2 separate regions of the Callithrix jacchus genome follow, and region 2 is linked to region 1. A link is a contact called in public Hi-C data. All regions are on one chromosome and are shown on one strand. Each heading gives the region's core, a stretch centred on a gene start, on an enhancer-like site or on the middle of the called end of the contact. The rest is flanking DNA. Distances are from core to core; before and after follow the strand shown.

Evidence for each region. Hi-C and Micro-C count contacts between places; a contact is called where the count stands out from the background.
Region 2: a Hi-C map of induced pluripotent stem cells shows a contact between it and region 1, with 5 times the contacts expected there. The contact joins two enhancer-like sites. A contact is called at or near these places in 2 of 3 Hi-C or Micro-C datasets (induced pluripotent stem cells and skeletal muscle).

Annotation. Positions count from the first base shown.
Region 1 is chr6:158,450,656-158,455,641 of calJac240_pri, forward strand. No RefSeq gene overlaps it. Among named protein-coding and RNA genes, the nearest start is that of COPS8, 62 kb to the left of the region's middle. Within about 2 kb of position 2,791, at least 7 of the 16 cell types and tissues checked have an H3K27ac peak or open chromatin away from gene starts, as enhancers often do.
Region 2 is chr6:158,870,239-158,875,058 of calJac240_pri, forward strand. RAB17 (RAB17, member RAS oncogene family) reads right to left here. Exons shown (of 6, transcript XM_078328900.1): 5 at 3,667-3,760; 6 at 298-1,896. The coding sequence ends at 1,853. Among named protein-coding and RNA genes, the nearest start is that of PRLH, 8.5 kb to the left of the region's middle. Within about 2 kb of position 2,118, at least 3 of the 16 cell types and tissues checked have an H3K27ac peak or open chromatin away from gene starts, as enhancers often do.

The DNA of each region.
Region 1 (4,986 bases), core at 1,541-4,040:
TAGTCCTCAGAGCAGCTGCACTAATTATAAGCCGTGCTTAAATAAAGGATTGGACCTGGTCCCTACTGGGTCAGTTAGCCCCTTTCTCACCTGGTTCTTTCCACCAAATTTCCAAAATGCTCAGTCTCCCACCACCCAAAACAAACAAAGAAAACCCTGGACCCTGGACTCAGAATTACTACCTTAAAGAGATGGGGTCTCACTACATTGTCCAGGCTGGACTCAAACACTTGGGCTCAAGCGATCCTTCAGCCTCAGCCTCCCATATAGTTTGGATTACAGGCACTTGCCCCTGCACCTGACTTCAAAATTGCTATCTCTTTTCTTCCTTCCCTCTGCCACCAGATTTCTAGAAGGAGCAGGGCACCCTTGCCTCTGCTTCTGCCATTTATGGACTCTAACTTTCAACCCCACAATTCCACACACTGAAGCTCCTTTTCTTCATGCCTCCTAATTGCAAATTCCACATTTTCGTTGCAATTTCTTACGGCGACTTCTCTGCTGTGCATGGTGTTGACCACTTTCTCAGGAACTCGGTCTTCCCAGCTTCACCCTGCCCCAGGTCCTGGCTCCTCCCTACATCTGCTCACATCCCGCCTCTCCACCTCAGCCCCTCAGATCTGTCCTCCCTCCAGTAGCTGCCAAACATGTGTCCCTGGGTTCTGTTCTCCACACAGGGGCCCCAGACAATGGAACTGGCAGACCCACCCTCTGTTCCAGCCGCTCGACATGCGCATCAGAGTCTTCATCTGCCTTTTCCATAAACCCAGACCCTGGGATCCTAGCAAGAGAGGCTGCCTGCTCAAGGTCATGAGGAAGTGGCAAGTGAAACAGGAGGATCTCCTTCCTCGGGAGGGGGCCAGCCTGAGGGAGTTAGCAGAGGGAGTTAGCAGAGGGAGGAGGTATGAGGAGCTCTATCCTGGGGTTGACCAGAGGCCAACAGTGCAGCCAGGAAGTATGACATGAAGAGCTCAGGCCATGCACAAAGACAGGGCTCATGCTGGAAGTTTCTTATGGCGATGGGCGCTTCACAACCTGCCTTAGCAGGAGGTGCTTCACACACATTGCTTAGCCTCTGTGTTTCCCCTCAGGAATGAGCAATGCAGTTCAAAAATCAAACTCACTGTGTGGCTTTTGGAGGGGGTAGCACACAGGCTGCCTCACAGCCAGCACAGGTGAGAAAGTCCCTCCAGGGCTCAACGGCAGTGGGTTTGCAGGGGGCAGGTAGCGTTTCCTCTGCCTTTACCCTAGGACAGCTCCTGTGAAGAACTTTCAGAGGACTGTCTCATTCAGTCTTTCCAGCAGCTTCAGGAGGCATCATTCCCCTCCCCATTTTGCCATGAAGGAAACTGAGGCCCAGAGAAGCAAAGAAGTTCCCTAAGGCCACACAGCTGGCCCAGGGGATCAGAACACAAGCCCAGGTAATACGGCCCCAGACGCTAATCAGAAAAGCAGCTCTGACGTGGCTTCAGGTTTCACTAAGAAACTTCTTTAGCCCATGGACACACATTTTATTTTTTTCTAGTGCAGGTTAGGGCTTAACTGGAACTGAACTGGAAAGGTCTGTGTACATCTGTATACACAGAAAAATGAAAACTTTAGCAATCAGCTGCATGTCCCAGAGAACAATTTTCCAAAGATAAAAGACACTTCGTGACTTCACAAGCACAGCACTGTAATGCCCCCTCCCTCCCGCTTTCATTAAATTCGAATGTCATTAGAGCAGACTCCTGACGGTCCTTACCACATGGACCAGAGGATGGCTCACTGAGGGGCTGCTGTCCATCAATAATCAAGCCCACGCACGCAGGTGTGTACAGAGGGAGCTGCTCAAGGGAACCACAAACAAAGACCTAAATGTGTCCCCTGTCCCTGCCCACAGACAGGGAACCGGGTATTTGTTTTGCTTCCTTTGGGGAAGCATGCCCTGGGCCAGTGGGTCTGGGGTGTGAAGGCAGCCACCTCCCCACTCCAGGCTCTGTGGCTGCAGGTAGGGAAGGAGGCTGGGAGGAGGCCCTTCCTCACTTCCAAGCTGATCAGCGCAGCGTGAGCGCCAGCGTGCAAGTGGGCGCCACATCCAGACGGTTTCCATTTCCCCGGATAACCACGGAAAACATGAATCAGGCCGGCCCCACGCTGGCCCAGCTGCAGTGTGGGGGCACACGCCGGTGAGTCACAGCCTGTGCTGCCAGAGCTGTTTTTCCCATTTCTGACCAGGGAACAGTTTCTCACTGGACGTTCAGTTTCTCCAGTCCTCTCTTCCCCCAGGACGTTTCTCAGACTGTGGCCAAGGGCTCCCTGTGCCTGCAGTGAGATGACAGCTTTCCTGCTGCTGGTAACACTGAAGAAGGCTGATTGAGCACAGCTCCGGGACGAGGTCCCTGCAAGTCAGGGACACGGAGGAACTCCTGGGCCTCAGCACAGCCCCGAGAAGAAGGCGCCTGGCAGACCCATTTCACACATGAAGGAAGCAAGGTCGAAGCTCTGGCCTAGCCACTCATCCATCAGCTTCCAGGGCTCTACCCTCGGAGTCCACGCTTTTAAGCAGGGTCACATGAGGCATGGCAAACCCAGCTCACCCAGCACTGTTCCCAAACGGCCATCTGCTGCACATGTCCCAGCTTCTTCGGGTGGCAAAGGCCACAGAGATGCTAGTGCTGTCCCCCCTGAATGCAACAGAGGGGCTAAATGCCCACTGAGCCCAGGGCAGCAGAGTAAGATTTCTCCAAGCTCGAACAGGCTCTGTAGCATCCCAAGACTCTGTGCCCTCCTTAGAGAGGGAAAGATGCCACCTCCCTCATGACCCACTGCCAGGCCTGTGCCTGTACTTTGCACACCTTGTCACCTCCGGTCCTACAACAGCCCTCAGCGATGGGTACACTCACTATCCCCACTTTACAGGTGAAGAGACTGAGGATCACCAAGGATACGTGAGTGGGCCATAACCACTCAGTGACTGAGCCACAGCGCCAGCATCTGAATGGAGGGCTGGTGACTCCAGCATCCGCAGTCCAGCTGGATTCTGACATCCCTCCCTCCTCTAACCCTCCAAGGCTGCCCGCACCTGTGGCAGAGAGCGCCCAGCTGCCTTGGCATAAGCACACTCTCACACCATGCTCTGCTTTTCCACGGGGCTGTTTCTTGCTTGACTTGGCAGAATTCCCAGTCATGTGCCACAGAGAGACCGACCGCATTTGCATTTACGGAGGTGGTTTCGTAGATGATAGTAGAGCTGAAACATTTCTACTGCCTACTGACATCAGAGCCACGGTAACACTGTAGCACAATTACTGTATTTTAAAACATTGATTTCACCCAAATGTCCAGTGGTTAAAGTCTGCAGTACTGCCCGGTCATGGCTCAGGCCTTCCCATTCACTAAGCACTCACTCGCTGGCCCAGCCAGGGCAGTGTCCAGTCCAGCAAGCTCCATTCAGGGTCAGTGTATACCATGTTTTATCTTTTCGACCATATTTTTATAGTACTCTTTCTATGTTTAGATATGTTCAGAAGCACACACACTTAGCATTGAGCTGGCCAAGCGCCCACTCAGCTGTCCCAGCTCAGATCATCAGGCATCATAAGGAGCACACAACCTAGGTTTCTTGCATGCACAGTTCACAGAGAGTTCATGCTCTTATGAGAATCTAATGCTGCCACTGACCTGACAGGTGGTGGAGCTCAGGAGGTAATGCTCCCTCACCCGCTGCCTACCTCCTGCTGTGTGGCCCAGTTTTTAACAGACCAAAGGACTGGTACCAGCCTGAGGGTTGCAGACCCTGGGCTACAGCACATAGGTTTGTGTAAGTACACTCTAGTGTTCACACAATGATGGAATTGCCTAAAATACATTTCTCAGGACACATCCCTGTCTATTTTTTATGTATTGAATCTGAACAGTGAAGTACTATATAATGGTGTGATACAGTGTGTCTCTTCCCAACTCGTGTCAATGATACAGGTTGGTAGCTTAAAATCAGCTGCAGTGGAAGTATTTACACTATGGAAATTGGCAAACACTAAACATCAGGTGGGTCTTTTTCTCCATTTTTCCTGAAGAGCAGGTTATGAAACATTTATTAGCACCCCAGTGGACATAGCATGTACGCAGTATCTTTTGCATTCAAAACAGCATTTACAATATTATCCATGTAAGTAAACATGGATTGAAAGATGACTCTTAAATCTAGAAATCTAGACTTTTGGAAAGTCTACCTGAAGATAATAAAATTGTAATTGAGGATTGGGAGAATAAATCATCCTCACAGCATTCCTTCAATTAAACATGGGAAGTGAATGGGAAAAGAAAAGAACTTTTATCTGAGGAGTAAGAGTCCTCTTAAATTATCAGACCCAGAGAGACGTTGAGATGAGACAGCAATCATGTCCTGCTCCCCGCTTCGAGCTGTGTCTTCCCCTTGGAACTGCTTCCTGCTGCCACAGGTGGCTACACATTAACCCAATAGTGCTGCACCGGACACTGTAACTTACACCCGTGGCTGAGCAGTGGGTAGCCAGTCACTCATGGACGTAAGCCAATGACAACCTCAGACAAAGGACTTGGTATCAGGCCACGTCCTGCCCCCACCCCCCACCTTTTGCCTTTAAAAACCTTCTTGTGACAAAGTCCTAGCAAAGTTCACATCCAAGGTCACATCCAAGGTCACTTGGGATTGAGTTTCCCAGGCAGCTGTCGCCACTTTGGCTCAAGTCAACTCTCAGTGACGTTTTATGCCTGACCTCTTCCTTTTAGGTTGACACGGTCTACCCTCACAAGAGGCCCCTGAGTGAGCCCCACAGCGGGTACGGCTGCAGCGTCCTCTCAGAGGCTCAGACTTCCTCAGTGCGGATGAATCAGATCAGACATACGTCGTGTTCATCAGCAAGAAAGCGGACGGGATTCTGGGGTTGTCCCTTTGAAAGACTCCAGAGGAAATTACAAATTATTTTTCTGTGGGGCCACCCTGAAGGGCTTCCTGCCTCCGCT
Region 2 (4,820 bases), core at 868-3,367, 420 kb after region 1:
TATTAATAATGGTCGATCAGTATTTTGTGTATTTAAAATGGAGAACTCTATAAATATTTATTGAGTTTACTTGTTCCGGATCTGAGTTGAAGTCCTGGATATCCTTATTAATTTTCTGTCTCGTTGAGTCTGAATCTCGTTATGGGTCTTATGTATCTGGGTATTAAGATCTCTTATTGTTGCATTGATCCTTTTACCACTGTATCTTTGTTGCTTTGAAATCTATTTTATCAGATGTGAGAATTGCAACTCCTGCTTTTTGTTTATTTATTTTTGGAGAAAAATTTACAAACCAACTGGAGAGCAAAAGGATAGATTTTAATAATAAATTCTGGCATAGCCACAGTAGCCGCCAAGACAGAGGGGGAAACACGCAGTCAGGCATCCAGGCACCCTACAAACCCCCCTGGTGTTTCTCCCCGTCAGCATCATCCGGCCACTCTTCTGCAGTTCCTCTGAGGGCCCCCCCCGTTTTGCTCTTTGGCAGAGCAAGCACTCAGGACCCTAGGACCGTGGGGCCGGCCTTACGCAATGCTGGAGCGCCGTCTGGTGGCCACGGGCAACCCCAGCCTCCTGCCGCCCCCAAGGTGGGTCCCCACCCCAGCTCAGGGCCCGCTGACACAGGGGCACGAGGACACAGCCTAGCACACTGGGGACTCACACTTCATGTTCTTCATCGGCGAGGGAATCCTTGCATGGAAAATGGTCCAACTTTATTAGCACCTGTAAATTGCAATGTGCATAGCAATAACAGAGTCGGATTTCACCTGTGAAATCGTGAGGACAGTGCTCGTGAAAACCAAGGGAACAAGTGCTCTCAGAAGCTACTGTTTTCATCCTTTAGCTTTTCTTGGAGCTCATGAGAGAGGTATGTGAAATCTGGTCTGCATTTGTCTAGTAAAGTTCACGTGAGAAGGTCATTTCAGTCACACTAGCCCCAGAAAACCACACTCCAAGGGAGACCCAAGAGGCTCCTTGTCCCCAAGATTGAAAGATGGATCTTCCAGGGGCCCAGTGGATCCAGGTGGCTCCTCCTGTTAGGATAACGAGGCCAGGGATCATGAGGGAGGAACTGTTATGAAACTGTGGTTTGCACGCTGAGAAACGCAGGCTGGCCAGGAGGGGCTGTGCCCCGCACCCTCTCTGAGGTCTCTGTGTCCTCTCCCTGGCCCCCTGGCAGGGCTCCCCATGGTCTGGACCCCACTGAAGGTCACAGCCTGGCATCTCTATGCCAAGTGAACGAGAGCAGAGGGAAGCCTGGTGGAGCCAGGGAAGCTCCAGGCACAGAGCCCTTTCCCCTTGAAGCTCAGCATCAAATGGAAGGCACTTTGCTTTCTGCTGCCTTGATCCTTACAGCAGCCAATAATGATGCCACGTTTTCCAGGTGGATAACAACGTCTTGTTTAAAACTCACACCTGCTTATCAGAGTCCCAAGGGCAAGGATGAAAACCAACATCACCTTCCAAAAATACTTGAAATAACCTTGCCCCAGCAGTGTCCAGAAAGAGACCCAACAGGAAAACATTTTGTGGGGTTTTTCTTCCCAAACAGGGGCTGGGTTGCTGCCGTTTGGATATTTGTCCCTTCCAAACCTCATGTTGAAATCTGACCCCAGGACCAGATGTGGTGGCTCACACCTGTAATCCCAGCACTTTCCGAGGTGGAGGCAGGTGAGTCACCTGAGGCCAGGAGGTGGAGACCAGCTGGGCCAACATGGTGAAACCCGATTGTTACTAAAAAATACAAAAATTAGGTGGCTATGGTGGCGCATGCCTGTAGTCCCAGCTACTCAGGAGGCTGAGGCAGGAGAATCGCTCAAACCTGGGAGGCAGAGATTGCAGTGAGCTGAGATCATGCCATTGCACTCCAGCCTGGGTGACAGTCAGACTCCATCTCTAAAAAGAAGAAGAAAGGTGAAGAAAGAAGAAGAGGAGTAGGAATGAAGACAGCAGAAAGAAGGGGAAGAGAGGAAGAAGAAAAAGGAGGAAGGAAGAAATCTGACCCCCAGTGTGAGAGGCGGGGCCTGATGGGAGGTGCTGGCTCATGGGGTGGGTCCCTCGTAAACCGCTTGGTGCCGCCCTAGCTGTAATGAGTGAGCTTACTCCAGCAGCGCCTATAAGAGCCTCCCCAGAGCTGGTTGTTGAAAAGAGTGGGAACTCCCCCTACACTCTCTTACTTCCTCTCCCCGTGTGACCTCTGCACACCAGCTTTCATTGCCTTCCGCCAGAAGTGGAAGCAGCCTGGGGCCGCACCAGGATGCACATTGGCCCCATGCGGTCTTTGCCACCTGCAGAACGACGAGCCCAGTAAGCCTCTTTCCTTATAAATCACCCAGCCCCAAGTATCCCTTTATAGCAACACAAAAACAGACTAAGACATAGGTTTCTCTGCAAAGGCAGGCAGTCAGGATGGAGTGTCGCCATCTGGGAATGCGTCCCATCCAGAGAGGGGGGCCAGGCCCACGTTAGTCACAGCCTGCACATGGGTCTGCTTCCTCATTTACTTCACAGGAGCCTCCCAGAATACAGACAGAAATATCTACAACAATCCATCAGGCTCGGGGCCCTGCCTTGTACTAGAAAACTTCCAAAAGCCATATTGTCAAAAGCAATTTAATTTTTGGGAAAAAAAAAAAATGCATGTGCAGTACAACTTACATCTCAGGTTAAACGAATCTTCCTACTCTTTGGATAGAAACTCAGCTTCGCCACATTTCCAGCCAGGAGAGCATGGGAGGGAACCAAAGCCACTGCCCCCAGCTGCCCTTCCCAGAGGCGTTAGTCCTGGACCCACCCCATGCTCGGTTATCGCTGTGCTTCTTCCTGGCACTGCCACCTCCATCCGGGCCTGCTCCCCGCACCTCCAGAAGCAGGTGAGCCCAGGCTCCAGGCCAGCACCCCCACCCAGATCAGGTGAGAGGCATCTTTCCACCGTCGCTGTGCTCCAGGGACTTTTCCAATCCTTGCTTCCTCTGTGGCCAGAGGCCGCCTGGCTGAGGGGGCCACCGTCCAGGCGGGGCCGGCATAGGTATCCGGGAATCAGATGGTGTGGGTGGGGACGGGACACAGCACCCTCTGGGAGTCATGTGACACCAGCTCCTCCCCTGGCGGTTCCCACTGGCTGTGGGAAGTGGTTTTTATAAAGGGGGCCAACTTCCAGAAACCTCTAGGGCTTGGGAGCAACCCAGCGCCAACAGTGAATCAGAACTATGCAGAGGCGGCCATGGCCCAGGCTGGGGGCATCTTCCCACAGCCCCCAGGGGAGGCTGCACCTACTGTCCACAGCATTTGGCCTGCTGCGCTGGCCTCTCATTCAGAGCCACATCTGCGTCCCCCCGTGGAGCCTGACCCTCCCTGTTGTCTCTCTGCAGTAGCTCTCGAGCTGTAAATGGCAAGAGGCGGGGGCCGGTTAGGGAGGGAAGTCCCCCCGCCCAGCACAGCCCTGCAGCCCAGCAGCCAGGGACCCATTCCTCCTACGTGCAGCTCAGCAGCCAGGGACCCATAGAACCAAAGAACCATAGAACGAGGGCTTCCTGCCCTTCCTGGTCACCGTACAGTCCCTAGAGACATTCTATGGGATCTTGCATCACCAGCAAAGGGGACCCAGGGAAGTCGGTCAGGGACGAGCACCCTCCACCTTGTCTAGCCCGTGGGGAGATCACTCACCCACGGCACTGAACACCTCCGACACCTGATGGTTCAGTTTAGCTGAAGTTTCCATGAACAGCAACTTGTGGCTGTCAGCAAACTCCTTCCCTTCCTGAAACAAACAGCCACAAAATCCAGTGTTGTTTATAAGAGAGTTTCCTAAGAACACCTGTTTCACTCCCAACAGCAAGACCCAAGAAAGTCGAGGTGGTGCAGACTGCACTCCTGCATGCCTCGCGTCCAGGTCGCATTTCTTGGCACTCCTGAGCAGCCAGGACCAGGAGGGGCAGAGTGTGATCCCTGGAAGAGGCTCTTCCTCTAGCTGGCTGGCGGCAGCCTTCCTCCTCCTGCAGGGCCTGGGAAGCCACACTCCCACCATGAGGCTCCCCTCCCACCATGGCTGTGGGCAACCGTGGGCTCCAATGCTGGGCAGAGAACCAACTGAGAACCCAGGAAACATGAGAGGCAGAGGGAGGCCCCTGGACGGCGCCCACCTGGGCCCTTCCTCTGGGGAGCCCTCATTTTCCAACATGGGTCTCCCTCCTATAGGGAGGAAAGGCTGTCCCAGAGCAAGGGCAAACTGGAAGACAGCAGGCCTGCAGTGGGAGGCCAGGAGAGAAGCATTCGTGGGAAGGTCACTGTCTCGCCCAGGAGTCAGGGGTGGCCGAGGAATGGGGGCCCCTGTGGGCAGGACCTTCCCCTAGCCTCCATGACTCTCCCTGGAAGAGGAGCCTGTGGCAGATCCTGGGGGCACAGCTCAGGCTCCTGACTGTCCTGCCAGACATGGAGCTGGCAGCAGGCATGGCCAGCCATGCCCACAGCCCTGGCACCATCCACAGTTGTGCATGCACTCCTCCTACCCAGACCCAGAGAGCCTGAGCCAGCTGCTCCTCAGCCAGCTCCCCAGGCAGACGCTCCAAACCCACCCTGGCTGCCCACTGGCCCTCCAGAACTTTACCTCACGCCCATGTTTTTGTGCCTGCCCAAGCACCCAGCCCATCTAGTCACTCTCAGAGGACACAGCTCTGCTGCCAGGCTCCTCTCCTCCCCACCCAGCCTTGTAACAAGGGCTCAGACTGAGGCTGCCTCCCTTTGCTCCCTTTGCTCTCCCCACAGATTCTCCAAATTCTTCACCCCACTTCTCCATCTCTCCACAGCCTCCATCGAAGCTG